7 separate regions of the Mus musculus genome follow, and all the other regions are linked to region 1. A link is a contact called in public ChIA-PET, Hi-C, HiChIP or PLAC-seq and promoter capture Hi-C data. All regions are on one chromosome and are shown on one strand. The core of a region is the stretch at or near the end of the contact, and the rest is flanking DNA. Distances in the headings are between cores, read along the strand shown.

Region 1 (4,105 bases), core at 668-3,167:
AAATTATATCACTGGTTTCAATAAACATAGGTTTACTTCAATAAACATGACAGGTTTATTCCAACTTCTATCTGCACTAATTTTCGATAAACTATGTATATAAATCATACCTGCCTGTGTTTATTTATTAAGATCAATAATATCTAACTCTTTATTGTAGTTGGCCTCAAATGTGATTGATACAGAGTAAATATATGGGACATTTTGTCTTCATACTTAGTATAGCTTGAATAAGTAACAATCTTAACTTTATAGAGTAACTGTCATTTTATATAATTCCAACAACGGACATTGAAAACATTTGTTACTATTTTCTCACCCCAAACTAAGAATTCATGGCACAGTCACCCTAGACAGGATTGTTTACTTTGGAGAAGAATTAATTATAATGAAAGAAGAAACTCTCACATTTCAGGAACTCTTGGGGCAGAAGTCGTTTTTAGTTACAGAATTTATTTCAAGTCTTTCTAGTAAGCTAACTTGTTAGTTAGGCAGCAAAAATCTTTATATGGGAAAACCATATAAACATGGTATAGTTGGCCTAATTGTGAAACTGAAATTCACTGATTTCTCCAAATATCTCACAAGAAGCATTGCAATTTTAAACTTGAACAGCACAGTCCTCATGTGACAGGCGAATCATAATTCCCATTTTACAAATGTAGGAAGCGAGAAACTGAAGTTAATATCCCACGCCAAGACAAGCTGTGACAAAAACAGTATGCTCTGACATTTTGTTTTGTTTTTCAACCACATTGGGAGCTCATTTTTTTTTTTTTTTTTTTAAAGTAAGAGGTTTGTGGCTGTGGACTATATCTTTCTATCTTGATGGAGCAACACCGTTTTTTTTTTTTTTTTTTTTTTTTTTTAGCAGGAAAGTATAAGATCAAATCTAGTCTTTATTTTCCAAGGCTCCGTGTCTGACTTTTATGTGTCGTGACTCATACCACATTCATACCATGTTGGTTTCCTCATTCTCGTACTTTCTGTGTGGATGGATACAGTCTGAAGTAACCCTTACTGCATGACAGTCACTCTAGCCTTGTCAAGGGGGAATGCTAGCTGGGAGAAAGCCTTCTCCAGTCCCTAAGGAGTCTGTGTGACTCTCCAGCCCTGGACAATGTTTTCAACGTCTACCATAAATCTTTCTAAATGTCTTCTTAGTAGATCCTGCATCTGAGACAGCAGCAGACGAGGCAGTAAGAAGCCACAGTAAGAATCAGCAGCAGCTGAGCTTGGTTAGATTCCAACTTTGCCACTGCCTACTGCTTCCTTATCTCAGATCCAGTCTCTTGCTCTGGATTAAGGTACCTACCTATAGCTCAGGTGTTGAAAACACCAAGCCAGTGTTTGTCACTGCTTACAGAAACACATCAGGTTCCACCTCCTCCATCCTTCGTGGTGCCCTCTCAGCTCCCCTAGAACGACACTCTAGGGGGCCTGCTACTGTGTGTTCAAAAGTTAAGTCCCTGGCTGTGCGTCCGGTGTCTGCGGCAGGAATGTGTTTCCCATATGTGCCGGCAACTGGAGCCTGTCCTTGAGCAGTTTGGCAGAGCTGGTTAGCAGGTGCATGAAGTCTGAACATTCCTGAATCAGGAGGGGGCGGCTCTGGGTTTCCGAGAGAGCACTACCGGGGCCACGGGCAGGAGTGAGGCGGAAGTCAGAGCATCCACTCGAGCTCCCAATTTGCAATGAATGGGAGTCGTGATGTGGGAACCCCGGGGCAGAAGTGCTTTCCCAGGCCGGGGATCGCAGGAGCCGGTGCCCAGGACAGCAGGAGGGCAGGTCCTGCCCGGAGCCCGCGCGGCCAGGTGCAGCCGCCGGGCGCGTCCCCGTGCGCCCCCTCCCCCTCCCGCCGACTTCCTGGTTCGCGGAAGGTGGCGAAGCCGCCGCCGGCCGGGTCGCGGGAACCGAGAGGCGGGGGCAGGGGCAGGGGCGGGGGCGGCGTCGCCGCGGTGCTGTCCCCGCGAGGCCGCGGAGGGCGCCGTGGGCCAGCCGCCGCTCGGAGCAGCGCGTCCCGGACGGCGTGCGGGCGTGCGGGCGCGGGGCGACGGCAGCCCCGCAGCGACATGTGACCATGGACCGCAGGACCAGGTGAGCGGCGGCGGGGCCAGGCCTCCGCGGCCCCGGGTGCGGCCTGCCCGGTACGGCCCGCTGCGCGGAGGTCGGCGCTAGGCCGCAAAGCCTGCCCGGCCGGCGACCGGTCTTCCCCGGGCCGGGTCGGCCGTGCGCCGCGGCGGGCGGGCGGGCGGGCGGACGGGCGGGCGGCTCTGCGAGCGGTGGTTAGGGAACCGCTCCCCCGGCGTTAGGATCGCCGTGGTTCCCTTTAGGGTGATTTTTCAGGGTGGCCAGGGTTGCTTTCTGATGCTTTCCCTTCGTTTAAAATGAAAGCGGTGTTTGTTTGTGCAGCCGCTGAGTGTGTGTGCTGCTTGCAGAGTGGTATATGCACTAAGGTGGCTCTTCACCATTGGCCATTTTACTTGTAGGGAGTAGGTAAAAAGCAATTTGAATAACGGTGGCGGCTCTGCTTGGAGGTGTCTTAGAGATGGGTATTTGCAGCTTTTTCTCTGGAAACTTTACTTTGGGAAGAAATCTCGTCTTCTTTGACCGCCCCCTCCTCTTCCGTTCTACCTCACTGTGTGTTAGAGCCACAGTGAAAGGCCCTGTAGATTGCAGAGAAGTATTACCGAGTCAGGATTTATTTACCTAAGACAAATTCTAAATATCTTATGAAGATAGAAATGTTACACATTTTAGAATATTTCCTTTAATATTTGACACCATAGAGGACAGGGTGATTAAAAAAAAACACACAACTTACTCTTTGGACAATTTATTGTACTATGAGGGAATTAAAAAAAAAGATAGCTGGAGCCCGGTTTATGCTCATGAAACAAGTTAATAGCGGGTGGGATGAGGAAGTGGAGAAGTGGATATTTATAAATTAATTTGTATGGGTTGTCTTTCCCTCCAGTTCTAAAGAATGTCATGTTATATATATATATATATATATATATATATATATATATATATATATATATATATATTTAAAATCAATGTTTGTTTAGAAGTGAGAGATAGCATTAATATCTTAAAGAAATTATGTATTAAACAAGCCAATGTACAAAGGCACTAGTCTTAACAGGGTAATTGAAATATACACCATCACTTTTGTGCATTGTGATGTCTTTTCCTTTAACAGTCCCCTGCCTCTCCCTCCCATTATGGTCAAACCCAAGGCTTCAAGCACTCTAGGGCAGATACTGTGCACTGGTGAGCTACATCCCCAGACTTAATCTTATACCTTCTGATGGAAAGAAACTCTACAATACCAAATTTTTGTTTGCTTTGAGTATCTCACTATATTTCAGTCTGCCTTTTGAAATGTACCAAATAAATGGGCTAAGCATGTAGTATAAGAAATTAGGAAGAAAAAAAAAAAAAAAAAACAAACCCAAACTAGTACTTGTGAAGGAACTGAAACAAACTTTCTGTTCTGTGTGTGTGTGTGTGTGTGTGTGTGGGGGGGGGGATTTAATGAGGAGGCCAATGTCCAAATTCCTTAAAAATAGTTGATATTAAGAAAATAATTTTTGTTAGGTTTTGTTACCTTGGAGTGTGTGAACAGCTCTCTACTTTGAGCATGTTCAAGTACAATAAAGATTTCAGGAAAGCCTGTGTACAATATCCTATCTATGGAGAGCGTGTCTGTGAGTCTGGAATCAGGTTTTTATCCTCTGGAGAAAACTGGCCAGCCTATGTTAGATCTGTGACAGTGTGAGAGGATGCTTAAGGGTGTACTGGCTTTCCATTTTTGATTCAGGAGGGTGAAAATACTACTCTACAGTGTTCTTTCCCACATTGATTTGCTGGTACTCTGAGATGGGCAGGGTGCATTATAGGTGAGAAAGCATTCTGACAGCTGACACACTTTGCCCCCTGATCCAGAACTCCAAAGTCTGAGCTATAACTCTTATCAAACTGATAAAACATTTTCATGTCTATTTTTGCTACCAAGTCGGGAATATCATAGAGTATGCTGAGACAGGAATAAGACTAGATTTAGAGTGGTGGTGTCCTCGGGAGGCAGAGGCAGGCAGGCAGA
Region 2 (4,105 bases), core at 946-3,445, 790 kb before region 1:
GTAAGATCGTGGACATTTTATAATTTGGGAACACAGCATCACAGTTGCCCTGGAAGACCTTAAATTTGACGTTGGTCTCATTTGGATTTCATAAGCTAAATAAAATGCTGGAGTGCTGTGTACTCTCCATGGATGCTTCATTAGTGTTTTACTGTACTAATTTATTTTTCTAAAGCATATAATAAAATGTTGCTCCCTGAAAGTGCATTTCCTGTAGATACCACATTAATTTATCACATGAAAAGAAAATGTAGGATCTGAGTCATTTTTTGCTTAATAAAGTACATAATTTAAAGCCTTAATATGTTCTCAACACTAAATAAAAATGTGTCTTGAAATGCTAAACACCATTTTCAAATACAAATGATCATGTGTGTGTGTGTGTGTGTTTCTAACAGTAAGTTTCTAACACACTCTAAGGAAAACTGTCAGAGTCCTATAGAAAAATATTTATCCTCAGTATTATATTAAGCTTGGTCTTTATAAAAACCGTTCTATCTGTTAGCAATTTATCAACTATCCTTTATCTATATATTGGTTAATAATCTATATTTTAGAATAAAGTATTTAGGAAAGTTGATTTAAAGGTTTCTAGGACCCTTTATGTACATTTTTATGGTGAATTCAAAGATGTTTCTTGTGCAAAAAATATCAATATCCTAATTTATAATTTGGGGGTGACTTGCTCTACAATCTGAAGGTACCTTAATGTTCTTTCTCACCCATTTAAAGAAAATCGGAAAATTGCCCCGAGTGGGGACTTACAGTGGAAATATGCCAATATATGATAAAATGTACAATCTTCAATTCTTCTCTATAATTCTCTTTACATTATAACAAAAATCATAGAGAGCTCACGACCTGGGAAGTAGTTGGTGCATTGTGACAAGATTCTGTGGTGCCCTGCATTGTTTAAAATCATCTTATGCCAGATAAACCTCATCCAAGCAAATTCGCAACTTACCTAACTGGATTTTCTTTTGAAAAAAAAATCCATCTTTCCAATTAAAAAGCAAAACAAACTTATTGTGATAACATCAACAAACAAGTATCTGAGGCTGCATTTCTTTTCCAGGCCCTCAGACAACACAGAGCAGACGTTAGCCGGCTTAGTACCAGGGATTTCTTTGGAAACGAGAGGAGTGAACATCAGGAAAAAAATAAAATTGAATTCTGATACAATTAACTATTTTCCCCATTTAAAAGTATCTTAGATTAAACACTACAAGGAGAAATGCCATCTAGCTGTAACTTGATAATCAACTCATGTCTCAAAGAGAAACTACTCCAGAAATAATTATTGACCAGACCAGATATGTAAGAAGGACTGAACCTTCAGTAAGCAGTGCCTGCCTGGTCACCCTGTCCTGAAGGACACAGCATTTGTAGGAATTTTATGAACTGTAACACACGTCTACCTTTTCAAGGCTGTACTCTGTACCCATCACCCAGGAAGGGCGGTGGCTCTACCAGAATTTCCACAGCAGAATTCATAGGAAGCATTATCTCAGAACTAAAATGATTAATTCAAAACACATTCGATGGTAAGACAACACGGAGAGTTTTTAAAGCACCTAATGTGCTCTTCAGCCTTTCTGTAGCTGAGCATTCAAAACCCTATTTTAATAATCATTAACATTTGAGGAAACAACCCTTTGTCTGAAGAGACTGGCTTACACACAAGCAAAGCTGTCTCGTGATTTTAAACCTTTCATATTTTGATCAAAAGCATTAAAAGCTGACTTAATTAACAATTCCTCTAACCATAGCAGATGCAGGTTGGATCAATTGCTTTAGCTACATTCCTGAACAGTTTCCAAATAAAGAGAGACAAAGAGAGTCAACTTTCCTATTAAAGTGTGATCTTTCCCCGAAACATTTATGTATTTTGAACAGAAGCAGTGTATGCTGCCCTCCACTAGGCCTTGTTTCTCTGAACAACGGCAAACTTGAACATGGAGTAACGAATCTTCTTACTTTCAATATCCATCACACGCAACTTTTAAAAATAGCCATTTCAACCTAGCCTTTGCCACAAAATCAACAAAATACAAGGAAGTAAAAATGAATATGGGTGTGCTTACCTGTGACAAAGACTTCTGTGTCCAGAAGGGCAAATCCAAAGGCCAGAAGTTTGAGCCACAAACCCATGGTCATATCTGGAGATCAGCTGTGCCCCTAAGAAATAGGGTCTCCCTGAAAGGCAAAATAATGGTTATCTCTCTTGAAGTTTGTCTCTGTAAAGCTAAGTCAAAACTAAAAGAAAAGAACGCATACTTTGCACTCTGTCTTATCAGATGGGGAGCAAGTTTCCTACTCTCTTACCCTAAGAACAAACCACTTGCTAGCTACATGCACTGCTAAATGGTGATGTCAGATTCGGTTTTACTAACTTCTCCAAAAATACTGTAAAGGGTCCTCTTTGCAGGAAGTTAAAAAAAAAAAAAAAAAGGTCGTTCAAAGTCAGTGCAATGGCTTCTTACTTCCTTAATTCAAGTAATTATGCTGTTAGCGGTTCGTCTCAATTTTCCTCTAAAGGAAAACAGTTTTAAACTATATAAATATTGCTCCTTTTTAATATCTTTTTAAGGAAGCTTTATTCAAAAACAATACATCCCTCCCAAGTCATCAATAATTTTCTTACCCAAGATATGACAAGCTTCCACATGAGTATAACAACATAGGGGTTGGCAAGATAACACAGTGACTAAGCTGGTACGAGGCTCTGAAGTTCGTTGAAGACGACCAAGTGACCCAAACCAACTGTCTTTCTGCTTATGTCTGCCAACTCCTGTTATTTACCATAAGGAGCTCAGACTCAAATGGTATGCCTATTTCCTCGGTGATGTGGCTTTCCTATGCAAAACTACCTTCACTGGCTTTAAAGAGCCTCCCAATTTGTTTTTCAGGGCTGCTGGTGGTGGTTTCATTGAGTTTTATGCAGGTATCTCCTTGAGTGGTGGAGTGAGACTCTCCTCTGTGCATCAGTGAATTCTGCTTCAAGACAGGAGTGCCCCTACATTTGGGGTTGCTCTGTGCTATTTACCAATGAAAGAAGAGCAATGAAAACCAAGCCTTGTCTTTTACAAAGTTAACTTGTTTCTTTTGATCATAGTATTTCCCCACCCCACCACACACATCCCTGATCAATTTCACATGTATATTGAATTTGCATTATTTCCCCCCACTCTCTCTTTTCCCCAGAACCCTCCTATGTCCAAATACACAGATTCATCCCTAATTCATACCATTTATTCTTTAACTTTTATTGCTACACACACACCTACAAATAAACGCATCCCTACACACACATACACTCATACACACACACCCCTACACATGTATACACACACTCACACACACACACACACACACACACACACCTGAAGGTATAACCTACTGAGTTTGTTTAGTGGTGTATGTGTGTGTGTGTGTGTGTGTGTAGATGTGTAGATGTGTAGGTGTGTGTGTATGTGTCTGTGTTTGTCTGTGTGTACATAGGGTTGACTACCTGGTATCACATAACTAGTTAGGGAGCTCACCATGCGAAAGTCTAATTCTTATATTCAGCAGTCCTTAACTACCTTTCATGCTTCATCTTGAGTGGGGGCCTCTGAGATTTCCCTCATGAACTTTAGCATATCAACTGATCTTGTCACCATTAAGGTCTTGCTAAGGTAGTAAGCCATTTATTGAGGTTTCATGATGATACCCTTCCCGTATACCTAAAAGACACTATCTTGTAGCAGACGTCCTGGTCCTCTGGCTTTTACACTCTTTCCACTCCCTCTTCTGTGAAGTTTTCTGAGCTTGAGTAAGTTTCCCAAGCCTTGTGTTACAGATGCATCAAATTGGGTTGGAAACCTCAAGGTCAGTCATTCTCTGAGTTTGACTGGTTGTGGCTTTCTATAATGTTCTCCCTCTACTACCAAAAGAAGACTGAATGAATGATGGTATTCTCAGGGAGTTTGCCAATAAGAACATGCCTACAGTATTTTAAAGGTTCCTGTGAATTCAACAGTACAATTAAATGGATCTAGTAATATTTTGCTATCTACTTTCATTTAAAAACAAAAGAATATACACATAACTTAGTGTTTGAAAT
Region 3 (4,105 bases), core at 514-3,013, 770 kb before region 1:
ATGTATTATTTTACAGCATTAGAGCTTGGATTTTATGAAATGTTATGTCAAGAGTCTAGCAAAGTGTTTTTAATGTGGAAGTGGCTTAAAACATGCTATATTCTCAGAGAATATGGTCTGTAATCCAGATCTCTGTAAGTCAAAGTCACCAGGGCATCTTAATTCTTTTTCTTCCTTCTTGTTCTTTTCTTCCTATTCCTCCTCCTCTTCTTCAGTTTCTCTGGTTTTACAACAGGTCATTACAGAGATGCAATGTGTCGCTGAGATCCAAACCATTCAGAAGGTCTCTCTCTTGGCCAGAGGCATTGGTTCTACAGTTGAAACATATGCCAGTCACCATAAATGAAAGGCGTGGTTAGTATTTCTAAGAAAGAGGCTTTTTCCAACCACCCCCTTTTTTTCTGAACTAAAAATTACAAAGCTGAGAATTGAATTTTGGGGTTTCTCTGGCTACCACATAAATTCTTAGTGTAAAAATGAAACATGCTAAATTCAAGACAAGAAGTATGAAAAATTATGGTACTATATATATATATATATATATATATATATATACACACATATATGTATACACACACACACATGTAGTTTATACAGTGATGTTCTGAAATAATTTGTTTTTAAGAAGTGAGTTGTCTGTTTTCTTGACTTAGAGCAGCACAGATTTTGTGATAGCAACAATATGTGGAGGAAAACTTTCTCCCTCTGGAGGATTCCTGTATTTGCTCTTTGAGGGCTGTGGGCTGTTTTTGCCATTGGTCATAGTATCTCAGGGCACAAAAACTAAGGCAAGAGAAATCCCACACTTGACAGCATCTCATGCTCTAGAAGAGAAAACAGACTTGTAAGCAAACAGTTAAAGGGTGCTGTGACTGGACTATCATGGTGACTGGAGTGTTCTAGCTTGAAGGAGGAAGTGATCAGGGATGCTTGCTGGAGTGGGTGAGTGAGTAGACAGAGAACAGGAAAGGGAATGGGGGCAGCAATTATGGTCCAAGTGTAGGAGGTGGGGCAGGTTAAGGAAAAAGTCACCTAGGAGGCAGAAGCAAAAATAAAGATCCTGGCTGACTCATGCCCACTGGCACGTTAGTGGGAGGGGATGGTGGAAAACCTCTCAGGCTGTTCCCTGAACTTCAGTGAGAATGGGTAGCTGTGGATGAAGGAAAGAACTTCTGATTTTCCCTTAATCCCAGATTCTCACATTTTTGTCTTATAATTGTTTCCCATTTTCTTTCCCTGCTTTGCTTTTATATTGTGATGTTTTAAGAAAATCTTGGTTGATGTATTCATTCACGTTCCTATTCTCCCTCCCTCCCTCCCTCCCTCCCTCCCTCCCTCCCTCCCTCCCTCCCTTCTCCCTCCTTCTCTCTTTTTCCCTCTCCCCCCCTCCTTCTCTGTTCCCTTCCTTTCCTTTCCTCAAGCTCTTACTAGCTCTCCTTTCTCTGCCTTTTCTCCCTGAGCCCAGAATGTGTGTAGTGCCCCAAAATCCTAAGAGAGAGCAGGAATCAGAGCCGGAGCCGAGATGTGTTGAACAGAGCTGCTGGAAAGCAAAGATAAGGAAAGAATTCTTACGCCTAAAACCCATGCATTTTTTTTAAGGCCAGCTCCCACCACAGAGCTCTGTCCATGTGGTCTCCCATCCAATGATGCATGGCAAAGACTGAGAAATCTTGGCCTAGAAGATGTAAAGCAGTTGGTGGAGGGCTCATTGTAGCTCTCCGCAAACTTCTCTCTGCCTTCTGATGTGGGCGGAAATGCTCTCAGCTTGCTGCACTCCTCTAGCCTCTAGCTGGGTGGTGCAGCTGCAAAGCATGTGCTGTGAACCCTGTAAGCTCAAAAGGAGAGGCACGGATCCACAGCTGTGGCAGGAGCCGAGGGGCATGGGAGACCAGAAGCTTGGTGGCCTTAGCAGTAGCAACATGGGGTCTTCTGTGTCACTAGAGAGAGCCTTTCTGATCCACAATGCAAAGGACCTTGGAGCCCCAGGTTCAGAGATGTTTATGTACAGCCTCTCAGATGAAGTCAATGGCTTCCTCCCTGTTGCAGGCTGGGGTGAGAAGAACCCACACTCACAGGAAGCCAGCGGTTCCCCTTTTAACAATGCCTGCCCCCAGCTCAGCCTTCTTACCCACCTTCATAACTCTTTGTACTAAACAGGGAAGCTGAACTGCTTGCTGCAATCCCATCCCTTGTCTGGGACTTCCTCCTGGGAACCTGGAGGAGGTAGGGTTGCTGGAGCAGGAAGTAACAGACTGGGTTGCATAGCACCCAGTGAAGTTGAATATCAAATTTACAGATGTATGGGTTTGGTCCAACGCCTGGGTTAGCGTTCCCCTGGGTGTTGTGTGGTGGAAGTGAGTTGCAGAAGTGTAATTCCTTCCGCATGACAACATCTCAAAGTTCACATGCATATTACAAGCACATTAGGGCCAGCAGCTCTTCCCATACAGGGAAGGCCTCCTCTAGTACCCCAACTCACATGTATGCCTTACAAGTCTACCTCCTGTCCCTGATTCATCATCATTCCAACTCCATATAGGAGAGATTGGGTATGCTCAGAATGATACTGACATAGACCCATCTCCATACAGGACCATCTTCATTTAAATGTAGAAGGTGGGACTTGGGAACATCAGGAATGGGTTGAAAATCTGCACTGTACCTGAAGACATGTGTGAAAACCTCATTACAAGAGGTTAATTGTTTCTGTGATGTCAGGAAGGGATTTGAAAGGAAAAACGCGGCACACTACATGTTCATCCTGCCCACCAGCTAACACAATCTGCCCTGTTAGTTGTGCCCTTGTGTTGCTGCTGATCCATGAGTGAGCTACCTGAAGCCCATGCACCAAAAACCCAGCCCAATGGCTGGAAAGACAAGTCATCAATTATAAGGAACATTTACTGCTCTTGGAGAAAACCTGGGGTTTAGTTTCCAGCAGCCACATGGCAACTCAGAACTACTTGTAAAACTGATGCCTTCTTCTGACCTCAGCAGGCAGCAGGCATGCTCCCGATGCACTTACATAACTGCAGACAAAATACTCATGAAATAAAGATAAATAAATCTTACCCCTCCCCCAAAACACTCACATTTGCTTGGCTACAAGATAGTACTGCTCTGGTTAGTAGTCCCTGTAGGTGGCTATAAAAACCAAGTTGGAATCTGCTTTTGTGAAAGAACTCACTTGGACCTATAGTTCCTTGATGTTGTCTCAAACCCTGGATAATTGGCTGCAGATAATTGAACCTGGCAGCCATGCTCCCAGCATCCTTCAGTCCCTACCTGTTTCAGAGTATGGCATACCCCCACGCTCATTCTAAACTTCTCCAGGCCAGAGTCTGGGCTGCCCTTCCTCATTGCCCTTCTTTATATAACCCAACCATTTTGGCTATGCCGCTTTTGTAGTCAGTCTGTCAGCCCAGGTTGCCTTTCTTGGTCAGTGCTTCTCTCTCCTTGTTCCTCTCTGAGTCTTCACAGGGCTCAGGGTTCTGTTGGCTCTGGACTCTCAGGTGTGTCTGTCTCTGGCTCTGCTCTCCTATTCATCTGCAATAAACAGTTTCCTTCACCGTCCCTACAAGCAGTCATGCCATTTCCTTTTTAGTTCTAGTTTTCATTTACTCCTGGAATCTTGAGAGAAATAGATGTTTTTTAGTTTGAAGTTTGCAAATAGTGGCATACTTTCAAGAGTATAGGAACAACAACAGCAGCAAAGTAAAGATTAAACATGGAATCTAAAGTGTAAAGAGAATTTATTTTTGTTTTGTTGTATTTTGAGACAAGGTTTCTCTGTGTATCCCTGGCTGTCCTGGAACTCACTCTGTAGACCAGGCTGGCCTCGAACTCAGAAATCTACTTGCCTCTGCCTCCCGAGTGCTGGGATTAAAGGCCTGCCTCACCACTGCCCAGCTGTAGAGAGAATCTTTATGTACTGTGTGGAAGCATCGCCTGTCATAAAAAGCCTATGGCCAATGATGATGGCAAGATTACGGTGGGGTATTTGGGAAAGAAAGATAAGATTCCAGTAAATAATTGCAGGGATTTGCCATGAATACTGATGGAGATAGATTCTTGAACCAGAGGAGAGGTGACCAACCATGTGTGA
Region 4 (4,105 bases), core at 538-3,037, 710 kb before region 1:
GATGATAGTAATGTAAATAAGATTCCTTTGTATTGAAGACTTACTATGTACAAGGCTGTCTTATGTTTGATTTATTTTTTCATATAAATATTTCTGTTGGTCCTAAACAATGCACTGAGGCCAATGAGATACTTGTATTGAGTCTAGTGAAGACCTGTGAGGAAATAGAACTCAAGGATCAGCACAAGACACCCCAAGAACAATTCCAGGGCCAATGGAACACTGGGAATACAGAGCTAGGGATATTGGGATAGAGGAACAACATTCTGAGGGGTTAGCACAGTAATATATTGTTTTCCTCTAGGAGTATTGGCCACACAATCGAACAGTAGCTAAACATTTAGAGGGTTCACAGAGAAAGATTAGAATGTTGAAGCAAACAAGCGATTTTATGGAAGGATCATGGACTCTACCAGACGACCCCTAGAGACAACAGCTGAGTAGATGCTAAAGGATGAGGAGGGTTGGATGCAGGGAAATGGATAGACAGGAACAGAGGAGAGCATAAAGCATCATCTACAACATCATCCCGGTTTTGTAAAACCGAACGCTTGGAAGAACAGAGCAAAATGCTAATGTGGTTACTGCAGGATGACAGAGTTATGAGCCCATTTTATTTTATTTTCCTGTCTTCTGTATTTCCTAAATTTTCTTCGTGGAATATATATTGCTTTAGTAATTGACAGAAAATTCAAAACAGATGTAGTAGTCCAGAAATATGGGAGTAAAACCAAACAGGTAATTAAAGACAATCATTCCCAGACCTTGAGAATGGAGAGTGATATCCGGCACCCTGGAAGCATCAACAACTGCCCTTAAGGAGGGCTGACTTACCACAAGCAGCCCTCCCTTCTGCCTACCTTCCTGCATAGAAACACATATCCAAACTGACAAATACGTGCACACACCATCACACACACACACACACACACACACACACACACACACACCCTGGAGGCTCACACACACATGCATACATACAAGCAGAGAGAGAGAGAGAGAGAGAGAGAGAGAGAGAGAGAGAGAGAGAGAGAGAGAGAGAGAGAGAGAGGTCTAAAGCAGAAGGATGTACACACACTTCTACACTTCCTTTTTTATGACAGGAAGCATTCAATAGGACTAACATCAGCAGCCACACCCATGTGTCTCTGAGCTTCTGCTTGGCTCTGGGTAGCTTTGCCTGCGCCTGTTTCTACCTTGGGTCGTGGACACTAGCAAGTGTTGAGATATTGGGGAAAGTAATGGAAACCAAAAGCATTCCTTGTTGAGTAATTTCTGTGTCTTTCTGCTTCTATCTTCCATCCCTACTTTTATTACAATAAAACATTTAGGAAAGAGGAAAGTGACATTTTTTTCCTGGTCCTATGATTTGACAAAATGATAACAGGTGTTTCCCTTAACAAAATTTTAGTATGTGTCTTCAAGAAACTGATCAATGTCACTATTCAGATGTTGTGTTACAAAATTTTCCTGAGATCACATGATCACACACACACACACACACACACACACACACACACACACACACATTCACATACATCTATTCATCCCAGATAGGTACTCTAAACAGACCAAAGTATAGATACCACCAAAGTCCAAGTTAATGAGATTTCTTTTTGGAGTTATTGACATGAGTAAAAATGACTCACAGACAGCTACCCCAATAAAGCACACTCTAGCACGGGCAACAGTACAGAAAAGCTGGTCACCTGGAACACTCTGCATAGCCTACAGACAGCTCACTAGGTTAGCGTGTCCTTTCCATTTGACTGATTTGTCTAAAGGTCTTCAGGGACTTTCTGCTGGTTTCTGCTGGTTTAGGTGTGGCTGTGATCTGAGAGTCCTCTTTGCAGCTTGGCTTATCTGAGAGTGACTCACAGCAGTTTGGACTGTTTTGCCTTGGGAGGAAGGGACCTAGTGAATTTGGTCAGTTTTGGGAACTTCCTGAAGCTGTTTTGAGTTCTTTACCTTCTTGCCTTAAGGAGTTTTCCCTACTGAATGGAATGTTCATTCCAATCTGGATGAAACAACTATGCAACACTGGGCAACTGGAAGTTTCCCTTCTAAAGACCACTTTCTGAATTCACTAGCTCTCAGTTTACACCTTCCCACAATTCCACTTTATATCTACATAGTGTAATACATAAAATTAGGAAATTTTGAAATAGTTACTGAATTCAAGGGATTATATTGTGTAGATCATTCAATCTTTTATGACTTACTTTTGATCCTCATTTTTCTATGGTTCCTAGGTCATGGTTTTATTTCGTTAAGGAATACTTATCCTACAGCATCTCAGGGCACTTTTTTTTCTTTAGTTGCATGTTTCTTTAGTGACAAGGGGAAATGATTTATTTGAGATCCAGATCCTAATTTTAAGTACAACTTGGGTTGAGTGTGCCTTAACTGTAGGGGATGGGGTCTCTAATCCCACTTTGGTTATGGTATGCTAAACTACCTACTCTGAATGACATGGCTCTTAACAACCTTTCATCTGGAAAATGCAATTCACAAAAGCTTTAAAAGTGTGAACTGTATAGAAAACTAAGAGAGGACCACAGGGAAGGTTCTAGATAAGCAGGTTTCAGCTGGAGCAATAGAAATCACTTTGGATCAAAGAAAATGAAGTCAAATCCCTCCAGTAATCAGATGTGTGTGTGTGTGTGTGTGTGTGTGTGTGTGTGTGTGTGTGAGAGAGAGAGAGAGAGAGAGAGAGAGAGAGAGAGAGAGAGAGAGATCTTCCTATCTCTGACTGCCATAGCATTGGTGTTATAGGTGTGCACATAGCCATAGCAGGCTGTTACATGGGTGCTGGGGAATCTGAACTCAGTACTTTAGCCACTAAGCCATCTTTTAGTAAACTATATTTTTAAAAAAATAACACTTTAAAAACATAATCTTTGGAAAAGCTAAACATTGCCCTCCACTAAAAATAAATTGTTTTGAAGAGTTGATTACTCAGAGTGGATACAGTTCATGGTACAGTAGTTGCCAAGCCAGGAGAAGCTTTCTTCCTTCTACTGTGTTTTCCATTTTCACATCTTTTGCTTATTTGAGGTTACTCAACTTGTGTTCAAACAAGTCCCAAAGAAAACATTACTGAGGGAAAAATCTGGTTCTGTCTGCTAAGATGTCAGATCTGGACTATCTTGGAATATTAACATTTCTTAGAATAACCTACGACCAGCTTGATGCCTGACTCAAAAACTAATTGATTCTAAAATCAGCCCAATGTTATTCAGTAGAGAACTTCCTGGATCCTATTTCATTCCCAGCCCATAATCCTAGAATGGAACTGGGAGTGAGGAAAGTAGAGATTATGACAGAGGAGACAGAGATAGAGGTAATGATTACAAATAGAGGTCATAGACATGGACACGGAACTGATAAAGATGAGAGATGAAGAAAGAATGGAAGTTGGTTACCTGAATTAAAATGCTTTGTTTCCCTCTGTATTATGTATCCAATGAGATCATTAATCCACAGAAACACAAATCCTATCACAAAGCAGTATTTCCTTGATTTAATTTAAAGTCCAATATATTTTCCAAAATTATCAATATTAAATATTTTCTAATTGAGGTAAGTAAGCAAAAGATAAAAAAAAGTTTCAGTTTTAATTGCTCTACTCTCAGTGACTATTTCTATCTACAGCACTCATTACCCCTCACTTCTTAACTTAAAGCAGAATTCTTGCCAGAAGAAAGTAATCTCAGAAATAGTCCCTTAGACAAATTCATGCATAAGGCATGAATTAGGGATGTTTAAACAGCTAAAGCTACAATCTTTTTGCATTTGGGCTTGGTGCTTTTTTTGGTTGCTGGTTTAGAAGAGCCCTGAACTTGAAGGTCTTGGGTTTTGAACTTAGACACATTGAATTTTCCAGACTGAGTGATGAGAGGAGACCCATGCTTCAGTTTGTCTCCTGTTGCTCTCCCAGACTAAGGTAGAAGAACCGAACAGTAAATTACAGTTCATCTGACAACAGAGGCAGAAGACATAAAGGAAGTGGGGACATGAAACAAAAGCCCTGGTGGATGTGCCACGGTGAGGTTTGTTTTTCTTTGTGTTAAATGCTTAGTTTTCTTTCATGAATCCAAGTTCA
Region 5 (4,105 bases), core at 960-3,459, 690 kb before region 1:
GAACTGGGGAAGCCTGTGGGACACATAGACTTTTCTATTCAAGATGAAAAATAATTTTCATGAAGTCGTTCTATTTAACATCAAGCCCTCTAAGTTTCTTTTTCTCGGTCTAGCTGAGATATTCAATAAAGCTGCTTGCATAAGAACTTCCTCATAACAATCTCCACTTAACAGTTCACAGAATAACTAAGGATTCCAACATTACAGCTACTGAAAGGTATCACAGTCTAAGATCGGCTGAAATTCAGTAGGAGTGTGCATTGATCAAGATCCATGACATTGATAAATCTATTATCCCATTTGCACTAATTATTATATTAAGCAATAAAATTAAGCATTGTCAAAGTTGATTGAAGGGGCTAGAGGTATGGCTGGGTTGGGTTAGCACTTGCCTAGAGCACTCAAAGTTCTGTTCTCAGTACCCAACAGGCATTAACAAGTGTAGCTATATATGTTTACAACCCCAGTGCTCAGGGAGATCAAAATTTCAAAGTTAACCCTACATAGAGTGAGTTTCAGACCAGTCTTGGCTACATGAGATCTTGTTGGGAAGAAAGGAAGGAAGGAAGGAGGGATGGAAGGAAGAAAGGGAGGGAGGGAGGGAGGAAGGGAGGGAGGGAGGGAGGGAGGGAGGGAGGGAGGGAGGGAGGGAGGAAGGAAGGAAGGAAGGAAGGAAGGAAGGAAGGAAGGAAGGAAGGAAAGAAGGAAGGAAGGAAGGAAGGGAAGAAGGAGAGAGAGAGAAAACAGAGAGGAAGGAGGGAAGAGGAGACAAAGTCAGGTACATTTACACAATGGAATACTACTCAGCTATTAAAAATGATGAATTCATGAAATTCTTAGGCAAATGGATAGAACTAGAAAATATCATCCTGAGTGAGGTAACCCAGTCCCAAAAGAAAACACATGGTATGTACTCACTGATAACTGGATACTAACCCAAAAGTTTGAAATAACCAGGATACAATTAACAGACAACATGAAGCTGAAGAAGAAGGAAGATTAAAGTGTGGAAACTTTGGTTCTTCTTAGAAGGAGAACAAATTACTCACAGGAGCAAATATGGAGATAAAGTGTAGAGCGGAGACTAAAGGAAAGGCCACCCAGAGACTGTCCCACCTGGGAATTCATTCCATATACAGTTACCAAACCCAGGCACTTTTGTGGATGCCAAGAAGTGCATACTGAAAGGAGCCTGATATGGCTGTTTCCTGTTCCACTGGTATAGATGAGACACTTGAAAAGATTAGGAAAAAATAATCTTTGAAACCTTAAAAGGCTTGGCCCTCCTTTTTAAATTTGTGTTTAAATCCAGGCACCTATTGGAAGAAATTGCACCTGACAGACTAAGTGACAGAAGTTTTTCAAGCTGAAGTCCATGAAAAACCCACTGGTGGGTCATACCATCTAAGTGAAAAAGGAACCAACCCCTCCTTTCCAATACAAGCATTGGATGCATAGAAATGTTACGTTGCATTCTTTACTTGAGTAGCTTTCTTATTTGTCTCTTACTGTACAGAATCAGGTGAAATATGTGGACATCACTGTACATTGTGCATAGATGGACATAGATACAAAGTAACAGAAAAGATATGCCTAAACTAACCTCAAGTGCAGGACAATAATCCCTCCTATTGTTGCCTGAAGCACTGTAGTAAGATCATCATGAACTCCAACAAAGCCTTACAAGAGAACAGCATAAGGTGCCCTAATGGTCTTCCTTTTCTACCTGAGGCCTAGGACAAGAAGAAAATAGATCTTCACCCACAAAGACAGACAATCTCTTTCCTTGAAGAAGGAAAATCAATTTTCCTCAAGCAGATAATTCAATCACAGAGACAGATAAAGGCCTGAGAAATTATTGCAAATACAAGGTGCAGGGAGAAACATTGTAACCTGAAAGGCAATTCAGCAACAGGTCAGTATTGGGATGTGGGGGTATATGGTGGCAAATATTGTTCCTAGAGATGTCCTACCTATTTCTTTAAGGAAACCTGGGAGCCCTGTATAGTTGCCTTGTTAATACAGAGCTCAAGTCAGTGACAGTGAATTGCCAGTGTCTTGGAGTCACTAACTTGTTTTCCTGGATTCCTCCTTGAGCTCACCTTGGCATCCAACTCTTTGATCCAATCAGGCAAGTTTGGAACAAACACCTATGTGTTCACTGTTGACAAAACAAGTTGAAAAGGACCCGTATCTCCCAGCTTCCACCGAAGTCACCTTCCTTGGAGCAAGACACCATGACCAGCCAGTCTCAGGGGATCCAACAGCTCCTGCAGGCAGAGAAAAGGGCCAAGGACAAGCTAGATGAGGCAAAGAAAAGTAAGTGTCACCCAAGGGGCTGGTCAGAAAATGCAGAGGGACGAGGGAGAGGACCATGGGAGTCCTTGTCAAGCAGACCTGGATTTGAACTGTGATGTTACTACTTTCCTAGTGAAACCTTAAGCCATTAGGAGGAACTCTGCAGCTGCATGTTCCACACTCCACACCAGGAAGGGGTTTTTGTTAATTGGGGTGGATGCTTTTGAGAGGCCGTGTGCAAAATGAATAGCTCTGAGGTTATGGATATAGGCTTAAGCCTACCTCTGCATCTTCTTTTACACACTTACACCTCAGTTGGCACCATACTGTGAAATGGTGTAGAGACAGGCAACTTTCTGATCAAGTCCATCACTAAGCAGTAACTCTTTCCCTTCCTTGTGGTGAATTGGTTTCTGAACACCCAGCCACGTGAGCACCAACAACAGAGGAGAAGATTCTAATAGGAGTGACGGCAAAGAAAGGGAAGGAGGAAGACAAGTTAAACCAATTTGCTTGATGCTTTTTGAGCAGCTATTTACAGTTTCATTAAATTGAGATAACGTTTAACAGCTTGCTTTCCCTCTCTGGGTAGCCTTTTACATCCCAACATCTTAAATGTCTCTGTTTTGGTCTCATTTGCTGCCTTCTGATTTAGACATATATATCTATGTTTGCATGTGAGTGTCTTTAACTTTCTTCCTACTCTTATTGACATGCACGGTGTGAGTAAGGCATCAAAACTATTTCTAATTCATGAATGCAAAAAATAGGTTTTATGATTTGCCCAAGGCAATATTTTAAAAGACAAAAATACAACATCAGCTACCATGCTCAGTATTTATTTTGTTTACTTTTCACAATGGTCTTTGTGGAAGGAAGACATGATGCTAAGCAGCATTTTTAGGATGCTCACGGTCACACAGAGAAGACTTGGAACCAATAGGAGTTGGACCAGGTCTCCATCTGCAGCCAGCTCCTAAACAATGCAGTATAGACATTTCATATAGTTTTTATACAAGACTGACATCTTGAATTCTGGTTCCCTAAGCCAAGATCTATGTTTTTCCAGGATTCTCTCTATCATTTACTAATATGTAACAATTTGAAGTGTCATTCATCTTTATAGCATTTTCCTGCTTTGTCTGCAGATAGATTCAAAATCGGATAGGAAGGGGGTTGCAGTGTCTCTAAAATGTTGCTTATGTGACTTCTGGGATGTCAGACAGGAAGCAGGCAGACAGTGTTCATTCTCTGGTGTTTGCAGTGGCAGTAAAACCCTTCCCCTTTCTTATGGTGAATTGGTTTCCGAACATTCTGCCATGTGAGCACCACCACAACTCTAGAGGGGTGACAGCAAAGGCAGGGAAGGAGGAAGGTACTTAAAACCATTACTAACACTCTATATCCTTTTGCCATGACAAAACCATGCATGCAATCGCAAGAGAGTGTGAATGCAATAATGTTACAGAAAGGCAAGCAATCCAGAACCTACCAGTTTAAATAGTCTAGAAAATTCTCAAGCCTTGTATTCAAATATCTCTACTCATAATTAAAATTCCTGGAATAATAAACTATTATAAGATACAATAGACATGGTATCTTTGTTCCAAGGATGGTACTGGGCACATATCCGATCAATATTACTCTGCGGTTCCAATAAATCTTGCCAACTCTACTCAAAGTGCTTAAAGAAGAAATATCACTAATTATGCAAGTTGTTTAGGAGTGAGTGCCACTGAGGATGCTGTGCTTTGGAGTTCATAGTGAATACGAACACCAAGTTTCTTTCTCCCCCTTCAGTGACTAT
Region 6 (4,105 bases), core at 1,176-3,675, 660 kb before region 1:
CCCTTATTGCACAGTGAGTTCTTCATGACTGGCATGTTTGCTACTATAGCATCTAAAATCCAATGCCAGATGTTTTAGAACCTCGATTACTGTGATGAAACATCACGACCATAAACAACACGGGAAGGAAAGGGTATGTCAGCTTACAACACTCAGGGCACACTCCATTACTGACAGAAGTCAGGGCAGACACTCAAACTGGGCAGGAAGCTGGATGCAGGACATGATGAAGAGGCCATGGGAGAGTGCTACTCTCTATTGCTCCTCTTCCCTGGCTCAGCCTGCTTTCCTATTGAATCTATACCACCAATCCAGAAATGGCGCGATTCACAGTATTCTAGGTCATCCCACAACCATCATCAATCAAGAAAATATACCACAGGCTAGCCCATAGGCCAAGCTGGTGGTCGCATTTTCTCAGTTGAGAGTCTCTTTTCTAAAGTGACTCTGGCGTGTGTGAGGTTGGCATAAGTCTAGGCAGCACAGGGATTAAACCATTGATGTCTTTTCTCCTCTGGTTGCCTGAATGACACTTTCTGGTACTGTGAAATCTAGTTGATTTGAGATTGATGTCTCTATGTCCAGCAACTGCAGTGTGTGATATCGTCAGCAATAGGGTCAAATATGATTGGTGAGAGCAGTAAATACATATGATATGTAAGAAGTGGGGAAATTTGGGAGCTAAAGGACAGAGGAATGGAGGAAAAGCAAGATAGAGAGTGGGCTATCCAAGATGAAGGATACATAGAAAAACTCTGGAAAACCACTAGCTTGTACACTAATTTTTAAAACATTTAAGGGAAATTTGAGTACAGGTAACCTGAATGGGAAACAATTCTATTCACAGAAGACATACATTGCTAAATGAAAATCTCAGTGTCAAGCATAAGATATGTCCCTGTGAGCTATTGTTGGGGTGGTCCCCAAGAGTCCTGCAAACCAGACAAGCTACCACAATTGTACCACAATTGCTCTTGGCTGCCCTCCAATGGAACTTTTAAGGAGTTAAAGAAAGAGTGGGGTACAGAGGAGATAGTTCAGTGAGTAAAGTGTTCACTGTCCTCACTCGGGTGAGTGGTCCCTAGGATCTATGTAGCTGAACAGTGTAGGAACGGGTCAGGGCCCTGAGCCCTGTGCAATGGGTGTAAAACACTGGGTCCTTGGAGCTTGCTGACATTGTGAGATAAAGACCTTCTCTCTCTCTCTCTCTCTCTCTCTCTCTCTCTCTCTCTCTCTCTCTCTCTCACACACACACACACACACACACACACACACACACGTGCACAAACTAATAAAATAATGACGGTGAGCAGTATGATGAGGTTGATGATAATGATGATGACGACAGTGGTGGTGGTGGTGGTGGTGGTGGTGGTGGTGGTGGAGGTGGTGTGAGGAAGTGATGGAGGAGGATATCCAGACATCAACATCTGTCCTCCACAGGTGCCTAGACACTGAGTTGACCAGGACTCACATTTTACCATTAACTCCTATGATTCACATTCCCCTCTAAAAACTTACCTACTGCACATGTGCAAAGATACCACAGCTGTAGAAGTTCTGGGTCCACCCTTCCTGTTCTTCCGTTGCAAATGTTGAAATCTACAGATCACATTTTAGTTACTCAGTATACTTCCTGTTACCATGTGTGTGTACATGTATACACATGTGCATACAGCTACATGTGTGCACATGTGTATGTATGCATGTATGTGTATGTTTGTAAGTGTGTGGATGTGGATGTGTCTATGCATATATGCATGTGTATATGATTCTGTATATGGCTATATGTACGTATAGGAGAGTGTGCATACGTGGGGGAGAGTATACATATGTGTGTGCATGTGGTTGGGTTTGTGTACATGTACAAATATACACAAGTTCTAGGTAAAATACTTTCACATGTCATTCACACACACACACACACACACACACACACACACCTCAACCTGTTACCTTTCTTTTAAGAGTCTGATGGCCTCTCATCTTTCCTGTCAGTTCCATAAACACATTTTTAACCAGGTGTCATATGTACTTGTACAGTTTGCTAGAAAGGGCCCTGAAGCCAGAGTCTGGAATCCCAGGGCCCAGTCTAGCACAACACTTTAACAATATTTATGAAGTGACGGAGACATCATTGTGCTATCTGATGGGCACAGAACCAACTTCTTCAGGTGCATTGCAGTTTTCAGTGTTCATCAAAATCAAACAGTGGTGTGTCATACTGTGGATCTGATTGAAAAACCAAAACCCAGAGGTTAAATACTCTGCTCAAAGTGGCAGTGCCAACAACTGCTACAACCAGGACCCAGACACAGTCTCTAAATCCTGAAGCTAATCAAGTGCTTTGTTATGGTATGGCCTTGTGTTGGTTACTGCTTCTTCACTGGAAAACCAGCAACCACCACCCTACTCCACCCATTGTGACATAGGTGACAGGTCAGACATTCACTTTGTCACCCTTAAGCTCTTCCTGTTTGCACACTTTGAACACCCTTATCTTGATGGTAATTCTGCCCAGCAAGTGCCTTTTTCTTTTAGTCACTCTAAAATAAGTCTTCCTCCTCGTATCTAGCTGCTTGGTTCCTGTTAAATGCAGGCCACATTCTTCTGCATTCTGAATGTCAGGGTCTCACTTCTAGGGCACTGTGCTTGGATGCGAGACTATGTTCCTCCCTGCTCTGAGCTGTACCGGCTCCACGTTTATAAACTCTCAGGCTAAATTGTCTGAAGGATCCTTTCCTCTGCACATCTTAGGTTGACGCCTTCTGCCAGGCTGGGGCTAGACGCCCTCCCTTTCTCTGTCTCGGGGCTGGGTCCCATCTGGTGAAAGCTATTATACTCATTTCCCTTTGGTTTCCCCTCTATTCAGTGCTGTGATGTTTCTCTCCTTCTGGTTCTTCATATGGGACTCAGACAAAGCTCCCACTCCTGAAGTGCTCTCCACCTCCTTGGGCCAGCATTTCCCCCACGGCTCCTATGGCTCATCCTCTTATTTACCCTCTGCCATTGTCTCCCGTTCCCTTTGTTGTCCCACCACAACCAGAATTCTATGTCCTTTATCCCAGTACACCCACAGCACTTCAAAATAGACCCTCTTCCTGAATTCTCTTTCTCCCTTCCAGGCCTCAGGCTTCCCCGCACTCGGGTGAGATGATAAGACTTGCTACAGTATTTTTTTTTATCAATCTCTTTCATTCCAGGACCTAAAGAGGGTATAGCTACTTCTGAGAACCTTTTATTAAAAGCTGTGGGGAAATTTGTCCCTTTTCACCATAAAGGTTACAAATACTATTGACAAAGGACACTACTATAGCCTTGCTGTCTAGACCCAAATAATAATAACCTCATTCCCAGCTGGAGGAGGATATTCACTCAGCCCTGTGAAAGGCAGAACACTTCTGTTTTCTTGGGTGAAAAGTTACTTGTAATTAGTTTCTTATTATCTATACAGTCTCCCTCTCTCCTTTTTATTATTGGTAACTCCTTCTCTTTCTTTTTTTTTTTTTTTTTTTTTTTTTTTTTTTTTTTTTTTTTTTTTTTTTCCATTTTTTATTAGGGATTTAGCTCATTTACATTTCCAATGCTATACCAAAAGTCCCCCTTACCCACCCACCCCCACTCCCCTACCCACCCACTCCCCCCCTTTGGCCCTGGCGTTCCCCTGTACCGGGGCACACAAAGTCTGCGTGTCCAATGGGCCTCTCTTTCCAGTGATGGCCAACTAGGCCATCTTTTGATACATATGCAGCTAGAGTCAAGAGCTCCGGGGTACTGGTTAGTTCATAATGTTGTTCCACCTATAGGGTTGAAGATCCCTTTAGCTCCTTGGGTACTTTCTCTAGCTCCTCCATTGGGAGCCCTGTGATCCATCCATTAGCTGACTGTGAGCATCCACTTCTGTGTTTGCTAGGCCCCGGCATAGTCTCACAAGAGACAGCTACATCTGGGTCCTTTCGATAAAATCTTGCTAGTATATGCAATGGTGTCAGCGTTTGGATGCTGATTATGGGGTGGATCCCTGGATATGGCAGTCTCTACATGGTCCATCCTTTCATCTCAGCTCCAAACTTTGTTTCTGTAACTCCTTCCATGGGTGTTTTGT
Region 7 (4,105 bases), core at 990-3,489, 620 kb before region 1:
CTCATATTACTCTGCTATCCCCTTCAGAGTTTGAAAAATAACGTTGTACTCAATAACAATATTTTTTTTCTGCCCGTCAAATGTTAGATTTAGCGCTTTGGCATAGCATTTGCAGTTATATAAATGATCCATGTTTAGTAACCACTGATTGGATGGGGATGGGAAATGTAATAGCCAACTACAAATATTAACAATTGTTTCAGTCCTGAGAATATGCAAAGGCCCTTTAGTGTGCAAGCACCTCGCCTGCTCCGACCGAGCACTTGAGACAGCAGAGAGTCTTTCCAGTGGAGTGACTACCAGGTCCGAGAGGTGAGTGAGGAACGGTCAGCTTAGCTCAGTAGCCCACGTGTGGGGAAAAAGTAAAGAGAAATCCTGGAACATGTTTAAAGCACTCCATAATCCCCCTACTCAAAAGCACGTAAGTGAACAATCTGGATGATCAGAGTTCGTTTTTATTTTTTCCCAAACTGAAAAGAAAAGGTTATATTTTCTTTCTGCTCATATCCATCTTATTATTTTTAAATTTAATTTCAACCTGCCTCTCCCTTTCCTGTTTTTACCCAAAAGTAGAATTGTAAAAAAACATTCTGTGGTGTTATTTCTGGCCAGTATCAAGCCAGGAAGCTCTTGCAATCTTGAGGGAGTGCCTGATCCTGAGAGCTTGCCAGCCTTCCTCCAGCTAGGTGGAAGAAAACAAAGACACTCGATACTCTATGACTTCTTCCTCAGCGCTTGTGGATGCTCGCTTACTTTGGGAAGATTCACAGCAATAGCGAATGATGAGAATAAGTTGCATTAATTCACAGGCACATGCGTCCTGGTTCCCCTTCTGAAAACTAGTGGGTTGGTTTTTTTTAAGGTAAAAGTTGAATGAAGAAACAGATGTTAACTCCAAAAGTCTTTCTCCTGCAATATGTAGCAATGGGCATTCCCCATCAAACTGCTCATGGAACACTCCTTATAGCCATGCTCTTTAAAATAACCCCTCAACTTTTGAGATTTACACAAAACTAAATTTTACTCCATAGCAGTATTCTCCTCTCAAAATTCAAAAATCTAACCTCAATAAATTTAGCTTATGATTTGCTTTTGATGTAAAAGCAAGTGGGAAAATTTTAAAAACTTAAGTTCCATAAATTTCAAACATAATTTTTTTTCAGAAATTATTTTATAGCTAATAGAATTCTACTGGAGGAGGAAGGGCCATTCTCACACAGGAGCATCAGTCTCCAGTCTGAGCAACTTCACTCTGCAGGGTATTCTGTTTCACCAGTTATGTAGCTGTGTCCAGCTGTCATCCATGGTATTGACTACTTCTGTGGTTGTGATCTATTGTGGGTATATAAATATATAACATATGCATTGCTTTTTTTCTTCCTGATAGTGAATGAAATCGTTAGATTTTTTCCTGAATAAGCAGAAAACACTATACATTTTTAAACAAATCCATTAAAATAATCAGTGTCCTCCCTCCATACTGAGTGCATTTGGCATCTTGAACTACATGGCCATTTCTAGCTAATGTTAAAAGAAATATATTGAATTATTGGAAACTTAGAACTGTTTTCACCCAAATTCAATTCTGAGCATCTACAGATTGGTCAATTTGAACCCTTATGCCTATGGGTTTTTTTTTCTTTCTTCTAGTGTGTATGGACACCATTGAAATAAAAGAGAAAACTTGCAAGAATGAGCCACTTTACAACATTTCATATTTAATTAGAGAAGACGAGCCAGGAGGGCTGCTGACACGGTGCCAGAGAATATTTCTAATTGCTTTACATCTTCCTACTTCGTGATGATGTCTCCTCTAGTGGGAGAAAAAAAATAAATCAGTTAATAATTACAGGTACTACCATTTTTTTTTTCAGAAACAGTCAACACCCCTCAGTCAGCTAGCTCGGACCTCAGTGTGGTGAGCTGTGCTTAGTCTCCTGGATACTATTGTTTAGATTTTCCTCATTGATTCCCAACACTTACATAAAGTCAAACACATCAGGCCTCCTGCTGATGGAGGTTAATCTGCTCACTGTACAGATGAAGGACAGGTCACAGCGAGGCTTCTGGCCCTTACTCACTAGCTTCTCCATGAGAAGTAGAACTCAGCTCCCCCATGAACACGCTTTGCTTTTGGGTTCCTGCCATTCCCTGGGGCTGTTCGTTAGATTCCACACAGACTTCTCATGACATGACTCACACTTGACTCACAGAGTCTACAAAGAGCACAAAAGCCAGCTGACCACATCCTGCCACGCACACCCCTTTAACAGTCCCAAGCCCTCTCTTTCTAAGTCACTGCCCTGGGAAGACGGTATTATACCCAATCTGATAGGTACTTACTTCCTTGTGCTATTGCTCTGACGGTCTCAGGGCATTTTGCAAACACTCTGCATTCACCTTTACCTCACCGGAAGAAAATCCTCTTTGTGCAGGGAAAAATACATTGGTCTTAGGTAGCTTCTACTTTCTGGTTTGTCCCTAGTCTGTCTGATATGTGTTTATGTATGCTGCCTAATGTCTAAGTGTTTGGCTCATGTCTCTCACTGGAGCGGGGGAGGGGGGGTATAAGAGATACTTTACAGAAATCTTTAGCAAAGTTTTATAAGCAAAAATATCACAGAGTTCAACTGAGCCATGTGACAGACAATACTGCCAACATACCGTGTATCAAACAATATCTCTATGCTGTTTCCAACATTTATGGCAAGTATTTGTAGCATAAGGTCTCTTTTGACATATTTGCTGTTTTCAACAAATGATTATCATAACACAAACACACACACACACACTGTTCTCTGGGTCAGGGGCATGGAACAGTACATAATTTAAGATTACAGCTATGCACTAGTGTAGGTTGTAAAAGGTGATTATATTGGAAATCCAAAGCAAATAAAGTTGGGTGTTCTTTTGTTCTCTTAAATCAAGTTAAGCAAGCAGGCCAAGTACACAGTAGGATGGCAGTCATAGTATTATATGACCTCAAGGTGTATTGTTAACTCAGGGGACAGGGGCTTACTGGCCTCAACCGTACACAACACACAACTAAGGAATTCTGTGAGAGAGTAAAAGAAATAGTCTCAGAGAAGAAAAATAGGTAAAGAAATAAACCAATTGATTATCTAATACCAAATGCCCGACCCTGAAAACATATGTATACAAGTAATATTATATAGGCTGAGTAGGTTGTATTCATTTATATACATGATATATAATATTCATTTCTATATGAATATTATATGTAAATGAATATATTCATATGTAATGCATAAATATGCCAACTCTTCATCATATGCAATGATTTTAACCAGTTGTTGCATAACCTCAGTGCCTATGAAATTACTGATTTTAACTTCCTAAACCCTCTCCTGCTGAACACATCACAAAGGCTGCCTGTTAGACTTACGTGTGCCCTCTACTCCTGCACTGTAGCAAATCTGAAAAATGGATTTTCCATTGAGTATTACTGCTCTGTTTTTTTTTTTAATTCAGCCACCAGTAGAGAGATTGAAACAAATGTATAGGCTCAAAAGATCAAATAGACTATGAAGCACAGAAACCCAAGACAATATGGGCAATGAGTAATAAAATTTGAGATGTAGAGACACCACTTGGGTAGATCAAATTTTGTAAGTTCAACCCAGAAACAACCACAAGAGACTCATCAGACTTGCTAAAGGTGAGGTGTCAGCTAGTGAACACCCTCAGATCTGTTACAGACTTTTATCCCACCTTACTCAGCTGAATAAATTCTAGCCCAGGTCATTTTCTTTACTCAAACCCTGGAGCGCCTTCAGATGGAAAAGTGACGTATACCGCTATACCACTCACAGTTTGCTTCTGCCTGCTGCTCTCCGGTAACTTGAAAGTGGTTCTATGCAATGGCCTGCTTCTCCTTATTCCCCGAAGCTTGAAAAGTTCTTTCAGCTAAATGAGCACCCTGAAAGCTACGTTTGCAGAGCACATCTGTCTGCATACTCTCAGCCATACAGTGCTCCCTGCCTCCACCCGCTAAGCAGGAAGTGTAGGAACTGGACTACGTTCTCCTGGAGGAGGCTCTTGTTAAGCGCACCATCACTCCTGCATCTGGGAACCTTAAAGTTTA

What was found. Promoter capture Hi-C pulls out the DNA fragments that hold promoters and counts their contacts. Hi-C and Micro-C count contacts between places; a contact is called where the count stands out from the background. ChIA-PET counts read pairs in DNA pulled down with a chosen protein or histone mark. HiChIP or PLAC-seq counts read pairs in DNA pulled down with a chosen protein or histone mark.
Region 2: a contact with region 1 is called in an RNA polymerase II ChIA-PET map of memory CD8 T cells, with 131 read pairs. The contact joins the promoter of Ptprc here to the promoter of Dennd1b in region 1. A contact is called at or near these places in 9 of 39 promoter capture datasets (the C10 cell line, cranial neural crest, frontonasal cranial neural crest and 5 more), 3 of 484 Hi-C or Micro-C datasets (the HPC-7 cell line, Th1 cells and pre-B cells), 6 of 115 datasets of contacts at active chromatin or transcription factors (the SCID.adh cell line, effector CD8 T cells, memory CD8 T cells and 3 more) and 2 of 9 other capture datasets (adipose tissue and liver).
Region 3: a promoter capture Hi-C map of pre-B cells shows a contact between it and region 1, with 3 times the contacts expected there. The contact joins the enhancer-like site here to the promoter of Dennd1b in region 1. A contact is called at or near these places in 2 of 39 promoter capture datasets (the C10 cell line and pre-B cells), 3 of 484 Hi-C or Micro-C datasets (B cells, Th1 cells and pre-B cells) and 1 of 9 other capture datasets (adipose tissue).
Region 4: an RNA polymerase II ChIA-PET map of memory CD8 T cells shows a contact between it and region 1, with 9 read pairs. The contact joins the enhancer-like site here to the promoter of Dennd1b in region 1. A contact is called at or near these places in 2 of 39 promoter capture datasets (hippocampal neurons and pre-B cells), 3 of 115 datasets of contacts at active chromatin or transcription factors (bone marrow-derived macrophages, memory CD8 T cells and pancreatic cancer cells) and 1 of 9 other capture datasets (liver).
Region 5: a contact with region 1 is called in an H3K4me3 HiChIP or PLAC-seq map of bone marrow-derived macrophages, with 4 times the contacts expected there. The contact joins the promoter of Atp6v1g3 here to the promoter of Dennd1b in region 1. A contact is called at or near these places in 9 of 39 promoter capture datasets (the 3T3-L1 cell line, 3T3-L1-derived adipocytes, the C10 cell line and 5 more), 3 of 115 datasets of contacts at active chromatin or transcription factors (bone marrow-derived macrophages, pro-B cells and thymic regulatory T cells) and 1 of 9 other capture datasets (liver).
Region 6: a contact with region 1 is called in an RNA polymerase II ChIA-PET map of memory CD8 T cells, with 40 read pairs. The contact joins the enhancer-like site here to the promoter of Dennd1b in region 1. A contact is called at or near these places in 3 of 39 promoter capture datasets (the 3T3-L1 cell line, cranial neural crest and hippocampal neurons), 4 of 115 datasets of contacts at active chromatin or transcription factors (effector CD8 T cells, embryonic forebrain, large pre-B cells and 1 more) and 1 of 9 other capture datasets (liver).
Region 7: a contact with region 1 is called in a Hi-C map of adipose-derived mesenchymal stem cells, with 2.6 times the contacts expected there. The contact joins the enhancer-like site here to the promoter of Dennd1b in region 1. A contact is called at or near these places in 2 of 39 promoter capture datasets (the 3T3-L1 cell line and hippocampal neurons), 2 of 484 Hi-C or Micro-C datasets (adipose-derived mesenchymal stem cells and spermatogonial stem cells), 4 of 115 datasets of contacts at active chromatin or transcription factors (effector CD8 T cells, large pre-B cells, memory CD8 T cells and 1 more) and 1 of 9 other capture datasets (adipose tissue).

What each region holds. Positions count from the first base shown.
Region 1 is chr1:138,961,792-138,965,896 of GRCm38.p6, forward strand. Dennd1b (DENN/MADD domain containing 1B) reads left to right here and starts at 1,918. Exons shown (of 22, transcript NM_001166501.1): 1 at 1,918-2,094. The coding sequence starts at 2,078.
Region 2 is chr1:138,172,931-138,177,035 of GRCm38.p6, forward strand. Ptprc (protein tyrosine phosphatase, receptor type, C) reads right to left here and starts at 2,196. Exons shown (of 32, transcript NM_001111316.2): 1 at 2,085-2,196. The coding sequence starts at 2,157.
Region 3 is chr1:138,190,033-138,194,137 of GRCm38.p6, forward strand. No RefSeq gene overlaps it. Among named protein-coding and RNA genes, the nearest start is that of Ptprc, 17 kb to the left of the region's middle. Within about 2 kb of position 1,764, at least 151 of the 459 cell types and tissues checked have an H3K27ac peak or open chromatin away from gene starts, as enhancers often do. A contact at or near this core is called in B cells, Th1 cells, adipose tissue and 1 more, where this site is marked.
Region 4 is chr1:138,247,169-138,251,273 of GRCm38.p6, forward strand. No RefSeq gene overlaps it. Among named protein-coding and RNA genes, the nearest start is that of Atp6v1g3, 25 kb to the right of the region's middle. Within about 2 kb of position 1,788, at least 60 of the 459 cell types and tissues checked have an H3K27ac peak or open chromatin away from gene starts, as enhancers often do. A contact at or near this core is called in bone marrow-derived macrophages and memory CD8 T cells, where this site is marked.
Region 5 is chr1:138,271,529-138,275,633 of GRCm38.p6, forward strand. Atp6v1g3 (ATPase, H+ transporting, lysosomal V1 subunit G3) reads left to right here and starts at 2,210. Exons shown (of 3, transcript NM_177397.3): 1 at 2,210-2,319. The coding sequence starts at 2,238.
Region 6 is chr1:138,301,931-138,306,035 of GRCm38.p6, forward strand. No RefSeq gene overlaps it. Among named protein-coding and RNA genes, the nearest start is that of Atp6v1g3, 30 kb to the left of the region's middle. Within about 2 kb of position 2,426, at least 65 of the 459 cell types and tissues checked have an H3K27ac peak or open chromatin away from gene starts, as enhancers often do. A contact at or near this core is called in effector CD8 T cells and memory CD8 T cells, where this site is marked.
Region 7 is chr1:138,346,447-138,350,551 of GRCm38.p6, forward strand. No RefSeq gene overlaps it. Among named protein-coding and RNA genes, the nearest start is that of Atp6v1g3, 75 kb to the left of the region's middle. Within about 2 kb of position 2,240, at least 160 of the 459 cell types and tissues checked have an H3K27ac peak or open chromatin away from gene starts, as enhancers often do. A contact at or near this core is called in adipose tissue, adipose-derived mesenchymal stem cells, effector CD8 T cells and 2 more, where this site is marked.